2 separate regions of the Mus musculus genome follow, and region 2 is linked to region 1. A link is a contact called in public promoter capture Hi-C data. All regions are on one chromosome and are shown on one strand. Each heading gives the region's core, a stretch centred on a gene start, on an enhancer-like site or on the middle of the called end of the contact. The rest is flanking DNA. Distances are from core to core; before and after follow the strand shown.

What was found. Promoter capture Hi-C pulls out the DNA fragments that hold promoters and counts their contacts.
Region 2: a contact with region 1 is called in a promoter capture Hi-C map of hippocampal neurons, with 1.5 times the contacts expected there. The contact joins the enhancer-like site here to the promoter of Msantd3 in region 1. A contact is called at or near these places in 3 of 39 promoter capture datasets (hippocampal neurons, macrophages and stem cell-derived epiblast-like cells), 2 of 484 Hi-C or Micro-C datasets (Sertoli cells and embryonic stem cells), 2 of 115 datasets of contacts at active chromatin or transcription factors (both in embryonic stem cells) and 1 of 9 other capture datasets (embryonic stem cells).

What each region holds. Positions count from the first base shown.
Region 1 is chr4:48,538,524-48,541,384 of GRCm38.p6, reverse strand. Msantd3 (Myb/SANT-like DNA-binding domain containing 3) reads right to left here and starts at 1,304. Exons shown (of 3, transcript NM_001145924.1): 1 at 1,114-1,304.
Region 2 is chr4:48,609,975-48,612,801 of GRCm38.p6, reverse strand. It overlaps Tmeff1 (transmembrane protein with EGF-like and two follistatin-like domains 1), which reads right to left. Exons shown (of 10, transcript NM_001356272.1): 3 at 2,260-2,389. Among named protein-coding and RNA genes, the nearest start is that of Tmeff1, 26 kb to the right of the region's middle. Within about 2 kb of position 1,306, at least 11 of the 459 cell types and tissues checked have an H3K27ac peak or open chromatin away from gene starts, as enhancers often do. A contact at or near this core is called in hippocampal neurons, where this site is marked.

The DNA.
Region 1 (2,861 bases), core at 55-2,554:
TTTAAATGTGTGAAAATATGTGTCTTTATCCTAGAACCATTATCCTAAGTACCGCAAAACATTTTGTACTTATCATAGCAATAAAACATCCATTCTCAATAATCACAACAGGAGACTAAATTCTTGTTTCTTACTCCAACATAAAAACCCTTCCTGCAATTTACAGATTGCCCGTGCGATGGTTTAATAATTCAAGCCAACTGTTTAGGACCTAGGGCCTGGGACATGAAGTGCTTAATTTTAGCTATCAGCCGACACACATTATCTCTCACAATAGTACTTGGGGGTGGGTATTACATCACACCCTACTCCCCCATTATAGAAACATCAACCCAGCAGCCTCAGAGTAAAGGAGCTTTCCCAAGGTCAGTCGGGCAGGGATGTGATGCACTATTTCCTTCTAAGATCCTCTTTAGGAGGGACCCAGCCCTTTATACCTCTGGACCGGACTGGAGGAGGCAGGGGGTCTCAATGGAGACAAGTACTGAAAAGCGGTGAGCACAGTTCCCCCGCACACAGTGGGGATATGTGGACCGGGGCTCCGCGGGGTCAGCCGGGTTTCCCCCCAAGAGCCTCCCGGGCCCCGGGCTCCAAGCTCCCGTCCCGGGAGCTCCAGCGCGTCTGCGAGGCCCGCGCGCCGGCGCTTTGTACGCGGCAGGCCGGCCGGGCTCCCGGGGCACCGCGGCGCGCGCAGGCGGCCGTCGGCCTGCGGGGAGGAGGGCGCGGCGGCTCGGCCCGGGAGCCCGCCAGACCCCCGCGCTCCCGCTCCGCCCGCTTTCCCCGCCGGCCGCGGCCCTCCGGGCCTCAACCTCCTACCTGCAGCGGCGGCGCGGCGGCCGCAAGTCCCGGGGAGGGGCGCGGAGGCGCGGGCGCGGCGGCCTGGGCTGCTCTGGCGGGCTGGGCGGCCGGCAGGGCCGCGGGCTCCAGGCGCCGGGCGGCCGCGCGCCCCCGGCCGGCCAGGCCCCGCCGCGCGCGCCGCGGCCACAAAGCCCCGCGCCGCCGCCCCCTCGCGGGCCGCTGCCGCCTGCCGCTCCGTGGGCGCCGCGGAGGGCGGGAGCGCGGCCCCGTGCAGTCCCCCACCTTCCCGAGCCCCGGTTCCGCCGCGCTGCCCACCTTGGCCCGGGAGCTGCGGAAGGGGCCCGTCTCCGCCAACAACAAAAGAATGCATTTTCCCACACCGGGGATGTGGCAGTCGCCCGCACGAGTTAGCGCGAGCCTCCTGACTGACGTGGGCCCTTTTCGTCGGGGACTCCACGAGGCTGGGAACGGCACCCCTTCCTACTCTGAGTTCAGCGCCAACTTTTGTGATTCTAATGGGCGGGATGTGTCTCCAGAGATGGGGTGTGCGCTCCCCCTCCCCCCAAGGACCCCGGCTACGTGCACCGACCTCAGGACACGACTCAGACCCTGTGTGCCTACCCAGTGGGACCCAAGGCGCGCTGCGACGAATGCCGGGCGGCTTAAACAACTGGGGGCAGGGGTCCTTCTGCCGACAAGGCCTTCACCCCTCCCCCCAGGATGAAGACGGTTTCTTTTGCCATAGATCCGTGAAGAAGATTCCAAGCCCAGAGAAGGGCAAAGAGAAGGTTCTCAAACTTTTTCTTTTTAAGCGAGATGAAACTCAACCAAGCGTAGAGATAACAATTTAAAAATAAACAATCCTGTGGCACTCATTACACTTAGAATAGCCAACGATAATCACTTCACCTCCTTATTCTTAAGGGTTCCATCCGAAGGAAACCCCCGCACCAATTACGTAGTCACTCCTTTGCCTAGTCCCTGAAAACCATTAATCTCTTTTCTGTTTCTATCGATTTACCTTTTTGTACATTTCATGTAAATGGAGTCGTGTGTCTTTTTGGAGCACGCGGCAGGTTGTGTGTATGTGTGTATGTGTGTGTGTGTGTGTGTGTGTGTGTGTGTGTGTGTGTGTGTGTGTGTAGTTGGGGGTGGTACTCACTAAGCTGCCCAGGTTGGCATTGAACTCTGGGGCCCAGGCAGCCTACAAATCTACAAACCTCCTGCCTCAGCTTCCCTAGCTCGTAGCTGATATCACAGGCCAGCTTCATTGGGCCTGGTCACTCTGGCCAGGTCAAAGAATCCAAACAAGGTTCATCCAGATTGTAGCATGCCTCTTACTTCATTGCTTTTTGTGGCTACATAAGCTGACCATTGTGTATTCTACAGTTTGCATATCTGTTCTTACAGAAATTAGTGGATGTTTAGATTATTTCCACCTTTTGGCTAATGTGAACTGGTTCTCTGAAAACCCCTAGACATGCATTTGTCTAAAGAACCTGTTTCCAATTCTTTGGGATACATACTTAGAGTAGAATTTCTGGATCATATGTGGTAATGTGGCCATGTGTAACTTTGTTGTTGCTTTTTGAGGCAGGGTCTCCTCTAGCCCAGGCTAGCCTCAAACTTGCTATGAGGCAGAGAATGACCTTGGATTTCAGATCCTCCTGCTTCTGCCTCTGGAATGCTGGAATTACAGGCATGAGTCACACATTCAGTCTTTAAACAGGTGATCATCCGGTTTTTGAACTGGGGAAAGAACAGAGAGACAGCCTAACATTTTCTGGTATGGAGGCAGAAGCACCTATAAAATACTAGACTAGAGAGTTGTAACTACTTTTTCTGCCTTGTGTTAACAATAACTTATCTACTGTCCCAGGAGCTTTGAAATTGCCCAGAGTCAGGAAACTGACTGGTGGGTGGGGAGGGTGCTATTGGCTAACAAACTTTATGATTTGCACTTAGGCCTTCCAAGTAATGTCAGATCGGAAGTCCTTAAAGATATTGTTCTGAGGATGTAACCAAAGGAAAACTATTAGCCGGGCGTGGTGGCGCACGCCTTT
Region 2 (2,827 bases), core at 57-2,556, 71 kb before region 1:
TAAGACGAGATTTTTCTGAGTAATTGAAAGAGAAACTATTTCAAACTCTCAGAATAGGACACCTCTAAAGACTAAAAACATGAAAACACTGGCCCAGTCAGCAAGCAACAAAATAAGGTACCTCACCACCTCGGTATTTCTGAGCTCACCAAGCCCAGAAGGCAGATATCCATGTAATGACCTAGAGAAACAGAGTTCACAGAGCCATAGCTGCCTGCACAAGGTTACATGGTAAATAAAAGCTGGGCCAATTTTAACGCTGAGGCCTTCTGCTCCTAGTTTCAGGGTTGTTTGCAACCTGCCAAGCTACCTCCTGTCACTGCCTATCAAAGCAACCTGGTGTCTTACACACGTGCTCCTAATAAATGATCAATATAGCATCAGAAAGAGTCCCCAAAATTTCTAGATGAAGCCTGTGAAACACAATGTACTTAGAGAAGTGTATGAGCACATCGCATGACAGCCCAAGAGCACAATAATCTTGTGTACAGTAAAAATCTATCCTTGTTCAGAGAGGTCTGATATTTAACCTAGGCTTCTGGGCAGTCATTTATAGTATACCTGATAGTAGTGTCTGTTGGGAGTGAGCTCTACAACAGAAATAGAGAGTAGGCCAGCCACACCTCACAGTATGAGGGCTTAGCCACCTTAGCAAGATCAAGACTGAGGCTGAGTTTGAGTCCCCGAGCGTACGTGTAAAAAGCCCGATGTGGCAGCATATTCCAGTAACACCAGTCCTGGGCAGACAGAGACAGATCCTGGGAGCTTCCTGGCCAACCAGTCTAACTATACCACAGATGCAGTGAGACCAAAACTCCAAGAAATAACGACTAGAAGCTGGAAGTTGACTCAGTGGTTAGCAGCATTTGCTGCCGTTACAGAGGACCTGGGTTTATCTCCCAGCACCCACAACTCTCGCTCCGAAACACTCTCCTCTGACATTCTAGGGCTCTGCACAGATTCTAGTTTCCAAGCAGGGGAAACACTCATCTACAAAAATAAAATAGTAATAAAAAAAGATAGCAGATGTCTCTCTCTAGTTTGCCATGCATCCACCCACACATAGAGGAGTTTACCTGAATACATGCATCATGCATGTTTATATCACACACTCAAGACACACAAATGGAAAAAACAAGATCAGTCATGTGACTTAAAATGGAAGCTTTGGGTCAAACTGTGTTAGAGGAGCTAGAGTCTAAGATCGGCGACATCCCACATAGGGGATGAAGGTGCGATAAACCCCAGCGCTGGAGCTCCGCTTGCCCGGTTGACAGTGCTCCCTGAGGAAGTAACACTGTCCGTGAGTCCTTGGAGAGGACAGAGCTGGACGTTCCATGTTTGGACCTCTCCCAGAATCTGTCCTACCCATCTCTGCTTTGGCCAATTTTGAGTATATCTTCTCCATGCAATAAATCATAACTCTAATAGCTTTTAGTGAGTTTTAAGAGCCCTTCTAGGAAATTGTACCTGAGGGCAGTTTGGGGAACTTCTTGCACTCTAACTGGTAACCTAAGTGACAGCAGTGTTGGGGACTCTGCCCACTAACTTAAAGTTGGCCCTACAACCTTCTAAGCACCCTAACATACTGTGAAAAGCAAGTGCATAGAGCCACCACCAGCCTCTACCTTTACCACTGGCCCCTGCACAGTAACCTCTAGTTACAGTACCTAACCTGCACATACACCTTCACACTCAAGCACACACAGGCAGCTCACACTACAGCCTCCCAGGAACCAGCTGCCACCAAGTCAAAGAGAAAGGAGAGAGCAGGTAGATGGCTTGAGGTGACCGATGGAAAAGAACAAAAAACTTGGAAAGAGATACAACCTTGGAGACATATGTTCATAGAGGCTTTCTAGAGACAATCATCTCAGGTAGATGGATGGATAGATAGATAGATAGATAGATAGACAGACAGACAGATAGACAGATATTAGATAGATGGATGGATAGATAGGTGGGTGGGTGGGTGGGTGGATGGATGGATGGATAGAGAGAGAGAGAGAGATACTTATTTTATGCCAGTTCCCAATTCCAAATTATATCAAACAAAGTAAATATGAAGTTCTCACATAAAATATAGTCAACAGGCATACGGTCAATACAAAAATCAACTCAAGTTAAGAAGCAGTAACATAATATATGAATAAAACCCTCTCAGCCACTACCAATCCCTGTAGCAACGTAAGCCTAACGCTTCTGGCTAAATTCTTTTTTTAGAATATATGGCAGAGTCATTTCTAACATCATACATACCAGAGTAGCAAGGTCCACGCGCCACCACGGTTATGTCTTTCTGGTGCTTGCAAGCAGCCCTCCTGAGAAAGCACTCATTCTGGTAGGTGTCCCCGTTTGACCCACAGACAGGGATGTAATTTGTATGGCACTGCAGAAAACAAAAATGCACTCTCAGAATGAGGCATGAATGTTAATGGCCTGGCTCACACTCATTAACACAAAAGCATAGTATTATGACATTCTTCCACTGCTAGAACAGGTTGTCCCTGTGTTTTACTTTAACAAAGACCTGACTCTTCCTCATGCCTTTTCTCACGTTCATAATGAAAATAACTACCCTTGAGTGGAACTGGACATCCCTGTGCAATCTACTTTATTTGTTAAGAAAAGCCATAGAAACATTAGGAGGACAGTCGTGACGATGTTTATAAAGAGCTACTTAGGTGATGTCACGTTGTCATTAAAATTCATTTACTCAATACCTCTAGTAGGAAAAGTCCCCGGGGGAGAAACAGAGGAGATACAAAGAAATCAACACAGCCTCTGTACTCAGAGATCTTATTTATAATCCTGTTAGAATAGGGGG